2 separate regions of the Sus scrofa genome follow, and region 1 is linked to region 2. The links are chromatin contacts, called in public HiChIP or PLAC-seq maps. All regions are on one chromosome and are shown on one strand. Each heading gives the region's core, a stretch centred on a gene start, on an enhancer-like site or on the middle of the called end of the contact. The rest is flanking DNA. Distances are from core to core; before and after follow the strand shown. Region 1 overlaps SIRT2 (sirtuin 2). Region 2 overlaps ACTN4 (alpha-actinin-4).

Evidence for each region. HiChIP or PLAC-seq counts read pairs in DNA pulled down with a chosen protein or histone mark.
Region 1: a contact with region 2 is called in an H3K27ac HiChIP or PLAC-seq map of skeletal muscle. The contact joins two enhancer-like sites. A contact is called at or near these places in 1 of 47 Hi-C or Micro-C datasets (epiblast stem cells) and 1 of 2 datasets of contacts at active chromatin or transcription factors (skeletal muscle).

What each region holds. Positions count from the first base shown.
Region 1 is chr6:47,688,479-47,691,215 of Sscrofa11.1, forward strand. All of the region lies in intron 9 of SIRT2 (sirtuin 2), which reads right to left. Among named protein-coding and RNA genes, the nearest start is that of RINL, 7.6 kb to the left of the region's middle. Within about 2 kb of position 1,348, at least 22 of the 83 cell types and tissues checked have an H3K27ac peak or open chromatin away from gene starts, as enhancers often do. A contact at or near this core is called in skeletal muscle, where this site is marked.
Region 2 is chr6:47,556,253-47,559,363 of Sscrofa11.1, forward strand. It overlaps ACTN4 (alpha-actinin-4), which reads left to right. Exons shown (of 21, transcript XM_003355883.4): 12 at 882-1,032. Among named protein-coding and RNA genes, the nearest start is that of CAPN12, 21 kb to the right of the region's middle. Within about 2 kb of position 1,824, at least 26 of the 83 cell types and tissues checked have an H3K27ac peak or open chromatin away from gene starts, as enhancers often do. A contact at or near this core is called in skeletal muscle, where this site is marked.

The DNA of each region.
Region 1 (2,737 bases), core at 98-2,597, 130 kb after region 2:
TGCCGCTGTGGCATACACCACACCTGTGGCTCAGATCTGATCCCCTGGCCTGGGAACTCCACATGCCTCAGGGTGGCCAAAAAAACCAAAAATGAATGTGCCCGACGCCTATCCTGATCTGAGTGATCTCTCCACGATGTCTGTAGGCCGAAAGCACAAAGGCAGCGTGCACAGGGTGTGGAAAGATGAATACGTGAATTTGTGTATTTGCTCGTCTAAGTACAGAATATCTTCAAAGGAGGCCCAAGAAGCAGGTAATAGTAGGGGCCCCCAGGGATGGATGCTGGGGTGGAGAAGAGCGCCCAAGAAGTTCTTTTACAAAGGACAAGCTGTGACAGGCAGCAATACAACTGACATCCAGCCTCAGCCTCAGGCAGGAAACAGGGCGTGGTGAGGAGATGGGCCCTGGGCAAGGAGGGCTACTCAGCTCCACGTACCCACCCCACGCACCCACCCTGGGGTGCAGCCAGCTCCTCCTGATCTTCCAGAGGAGTCTGAAGTCTGGGTTTTCACCCGCAATCTCTTGATTTTTAAACCTTGGCTTGCTTTTGTTTGCAAAGCCTCGTGTCTCTGATGGACATGCTCTTAAAAAAGCATGAAGGTGGAGTTCCCGTCGTGGCTCCGTATCCATGACTAGTATCCATGAGGACTTGGGTTCCATCCCTGGCCTTGCTCAGTGGGTTGAGGATCCGGCGTTGCCGTGCGCTGTGGTGTAGGTCGCAGATGCGGCTTGGATCCCGCATTGCTGTGGCTGTGGTGTCGGTCGGCGGCTATAGCTCTGATTCGACCCCCAGCCTGGGAACCTCCATATGCTGCGGGAACGGCCCTAAAAAGACCGAAAAAAAATCGTGAAGCTGCACTGCCGGGGCAGATAGGGAAGGGTCTCCCAGACAAGGGCTTAAGTGAAAGCAAGCCAAGTACCACCCCTGTGTGTGATGGACGTGCCGTAGATGCCGAATTAAAAAGAACTGTAAGCGGCTTCTGCTGCACTGCTCGCAGTGGCCTGAACGAAGGAGACAACTGTTCTCCTGGTTGAATGAACGCTTGTGTCTTGAGCTAAAAATAGCCCGGTGCAGGCTTCAAAAGTGCTGCGTCGTCACAATTCAGAAAGAAGCAAAGACAATGTGTCCCAGAAAACTGGGTCAGTGACTCAAAAAGTGGTTGAGGTTGAAGAAGAGGGTGACAACAAAAACCCAAAAAACGGTTTCATAAAACGTGAGAATGGAAACAGTGTTTTCCACCTTTGTTTTATGTAATGTGCCATTTTCAGTATGCATGTGGACTTAAATCCTGCACATTAAGCATGGCAATGGGCATAGTCTAGCCGGCTTTCGCCTGGGCTGGTGCGCTCTTGTGGTTGGGGGACAGGAGGTCCTGTCTCAGACCGAGCTGGGAAGGGAACACTCTGAGCAGCCCTGGCGAGCCCCACCCTGGGCCTGGGTTTCTTCAGCTGGGGCTCCTGTGATTTCCCCCTCTGGAGGGTTTATTTATGTATTTATTTATTGGTCTTTTTGTCTTTTTAGGGCTACACCCTCAGCATATGGAGGTTCCCAGGCTGGAGGTCCAATTGGAGCTGTAGCTGTCGGCCTATACCATAGCTCACAGCAATGCCGGATCCTTAACCCACTGAGCGAGGCCAGGGATCGATCCCACAACCTCATGGTTCCTAGTTGGATTCATTAACCACTGAGCCACGACGGGAACTCCTGGGGGGTTTAAACACCATCTACATGCTGTTCTCCGGCTCAGGCCCTGACGCCTGTGTCCAGCTGTCTGCCCACATCTCCACATGGTCGTCTAGTGGGCATTGCAAGCTGGACGTGCCTTAAACCAAACTCCTCCTCTGCCCCTACACCTGCCTGTCCCTGCACCATCTCAGTAAAAGGCTGCAGGTGCACCTGGGCTGAGCTGTCCTGACTCCTCTCCTGCAACGCATTTCCCAGTTGGCCCTACCTTCAAAACTGGTTCATAACCTGCCCACTTCTCCCATTCAGCAGCCCCTCCCTGGCCCAGCCTCCATCGCCTCCTGCTTGGGCCAGCCCAGCAGCCTCCTCCTGCATCTCTGTGCCCCCCACCCCCACCCCCACTCACGGTCTGCCCCCCCACCCCCAATGCAGCCAGAGAGACCCTGGGAACAGGGGGGGTCAGGTCACAGCTCTGCTCTGCTCAGATCCCACCAGTGACTCCATCTCACTCAGGGGAAAGGACAAAGCCCTTCCTGTGGTCCCCCGCTGTCACCTCCCTGACCTTGTCTCCTCCATCCTCTTCTGCTACTGTCCTCCTCTCTCAGTTTCCAGACCAGGGATTGAACTGGGCCGCAGGGGTGAAAGCGTCAAGTCCTAGCCACCAGACCACCAGGGAACTCCCTAGATCCAGCTTCGTGAACATGCCAAATGCAGTCTCACCTCAGGGCCTTTGCACTGGTGCTGCCCTTTGCCTGGACTGCACTCTCCTCCCAGATAGTTCGATGGCTCCCTCCCTCCCTTCCTACAGGTATTTATTTATTTATTTATGCTTGCATGCCTTTCAGGGCTTCACTCCTGGCATGTGGAGGGTCCCAGTCTAGGGTCAAATCGGAGCTGCTGGCCTACCCCACAGCCACAGCAACATGGGATCTGAGCCCCATCTGCGATCCACACCACAGCTCACGGCAAAGCCAGATCCTTAACCCACTGAGAGGGGCCAAGGATGGAACCTGAGTCCTCATGGATACTAGTTGGGTTTGTTACTGCTGAAT
Region 2 (3,111 bases), core at 574-3,073:
GCCGAGACTCTGCTGAGGCAGAGAAGTGGCAGCCTGCTCTTTCTGGTTCCCACCCCTGGAGAAAGCACCTGAGGGAAGGGAATTGCGAGCTTGCCTCTGTGGTTGCGTCTGCCACCCCGGGGGCTGGGAAGCAGGGCCCGTCCTTGGGTGGCTGGGGTGCGGATGATACTACTCATGCTGCCCACCCTTCTTGACGTCACCTCACTGAGGCTTTAGACTAGGGCTGGCGAGGGCCCCATTTTTCAGATGAGGGGACAGGCGGGGAGACTTCCTGCTCCAAGTCGCCGCCCCCGGCAGGCAGCCGTTGGTCAGATTTTCTGATGCCAGCTGAGGAGGGGGTCTCTGAGCTTTAGGGGTTGGGGGTTCAGCCACCTCTCCAGGCCAGTGTTCCCCCTGGGTCCTCTGCAGGACCTTCCTGTGCTTGCAGAGCTCGCCTGAGCTCTGTGCTGGGCTGTGTAATTAGCCAGGCTCCGGAGCTAATAACAGCTTTCCTCCAGTGGCCCTGCCCCCCCGCCCCCCTCTAGCCCCGCACATAGAAAGCCTTCAGGACGGTGCGGGCAGAGGCTCCGTCCCATGGTCAGGCTCCCCCTTCCCCACTTTGCGGGCGTGGCCGCAGCCCCACCCGCTTCTCCAGATCTGGAGATGGGCGTCCGCTTTTCCAGCCGTCGCAGCACAATCCAAATTCCTACTGTGTACCCATAACGGACTACGTGTAGAACACACAGTTTGAATTGGGGTATCTGTCTCAGGCCCCCCAACCCAGTTCCATCCAGGATACATTTGGGCTTAGAGATTCCTGCAAAGGGCACGGGAAAGGTTCTGGAAGGCCCTGGACCCCCACGGCGCTGTTGTTAAGCACCCCTGCCCTCCACCCCCCGCAGGGAAGGAGGCCATGCTGAAGCAGCGGGACTATGAGACGGCCACCCTCTCAGATATCAAAGCCCTCATCCGCAAGCACGAGGCCTTCGAGAGTGACCTGGCCGCACACCAGGACCGCGTGGAGCAGATCGCGGCCATCGCCCAGGAGCTCAAGTACGTGTGGGCTTGTGGGTCCCGCCACCTGCTCCTCCTCCAGCGCCCTGCCCAGGGCACGGGTGGAGCAGGGTGTCCTCACCCCCCTCCTTTCAATGCCAGGTAAGGGCCTTGTGGGGTGATGCCTTTTGCCCACCTTGTGTGAACCCTGGACGAGAGACACAGTGGCATCTAGGTTGTCCAGCAGAGGGAGGTCGCTGGCCCCTCGTCCTGATTCCTCAGGCTGGCAGGGTCCCTCTGCCAACACCAAGGAGACCTGCTGGCCCCCTGATGTCGTGGGCGGCCTGGCCCCCACCGCTCCCACCCGCTGCTCCCTGAGGGATGGCTGCACAGAGAGCCCATTGTTCCGCACAGCCCCTTCCCTCTCCTGCGCAGAATACACTTATTGTAAGAGCTTCCAGGCAGCCGGTTCTCTGCCCTCCCTTCCCTGCCCGAGTCAGATAAACGTGTGCGCACAGTTAGTACACTGAGCCTCCAGAGCCAGTGAAAGGGGGCCTTATTCCACCAGCGCGGCGGCCAGCAGCAGTCCAGGCCCAGGGAGTAGGAGGCCTGGGCCATTACTTCATGGAAAATCCACAGACCCTGGAGGGGCAGCAGGGCTCCCAAAATAGCCGTCTGCTCAAAAATAGGATCCTTGGCTGGAACTGCCCTTTCCACAGACAGCCCACCCTGGTCACCGTCCTCCCCAAAGCCCTGCTGATTCCTTCAAGACTGGGGCTAAGTGGTGATGCTTGGTGGAGCCCCGCCGCCAGGCAGGGCCAGCTTCCCCCTGACTCGCTCTCTCCACACTGCCCAGCTGCTCTGGGGCTTCCCTGTTTGCTCAGAAGCAGAATGTACCATAGAGACAGTACTAGGGATGTAGCGTCCCTGTTGGGGACACCCTCTGAGGTCCTGCAGCTCCTCTAGGATCAAGTTCCTACACTTGGCACGCCCAGGCCAAGGAGAGGGAGGTCACAGCCGCAGACATCCACCTTCCACAGGACTAGCAGGGAGTGGGACACGGGCAGGTCCCTTATTGACAGGCGAGCCCCAGGAAGCTGGTGGGAAACAGACTTGGGGTAATCCTAGGCCAGCCTTTTTCCCAGGCAGTGGGGAACAGCCAGGGAACAGGCAGTCCCCAAGGCAGCTTTCTGGACAGTGGCCCTGGAGGAGAAGGGGAGGGCTGCTTGGGGTGCTGTCCATTCCCCCAAAGATGAGTCAGAGGATGGAGGGCCGGCCAGGATGAGCCTGGATGGACGACTCGGCTGAGTGTTGATTAATGGCAATGACGAAAACCCAGAGCATTCGGTGCTCTGCTTGTATCAGCTCATTTCATCCCCCAGCAATCCTGTGTTACAGGCACAGAGAGGCCAAGGGCCCTGCCCAAGGTCACACAGCTCGGGAGCGGGTGAGACCGGATCAGAGCCCAGGCCACCTGCCCACCCGGTGGAGCGCGGCCTTGCTCCTCCTCCAGCGCCTGCTGCTCCCCCGGCCCTTGTAATCCTGCCGGCGAGTCCATCCCTATGTCCTGGGTCCCGGTCCTGTTCCTCCCCAGATTGTTCCCTGTCCCCCACCCGTGGGCCCCCAGGGTTCTGCCTACACATCAGCTCCCTAGGCTAGAGCCCACAAGGGGCCGATGAGGGGGAACCGGGGCAGAGGGCCAGGAACGAGCCCGGCAGCTCCGTGTTGCAGCCTCAGTCATCGCAGTCATCACACCCATCCCCAGTCGGCCCACGTGTTTCCCTGATGATGTCGTCGAGGGCTTAGGATGAGGTTGCCGGTGAGTCAGTACCCGTTGAAGTAGACACATGGCCTTTAATAAATAACCGTTGCTCCTCTTACCTACTGGGTGCCAAGGGCCGCTCTCCGCACTTCACCTGTGGTGGGTAACTTGGTCTCCACCTCATCCCCACCCCCGTTTCACAGACCAGAAAACTGAGGAATCTGGAAGGAAGTCGCACGCCCAGGGTCACACAAGTTCAAAATCGCAGAGCTTGGAGTTCCCATTGTGGCGCAGTGGTTAACGAATCCGACTAGGAACCTTGAGGTTGCGGGTTCGATCCCTGACCTTGCTCAGTGGGTTGACAATCCAGCGTTGCC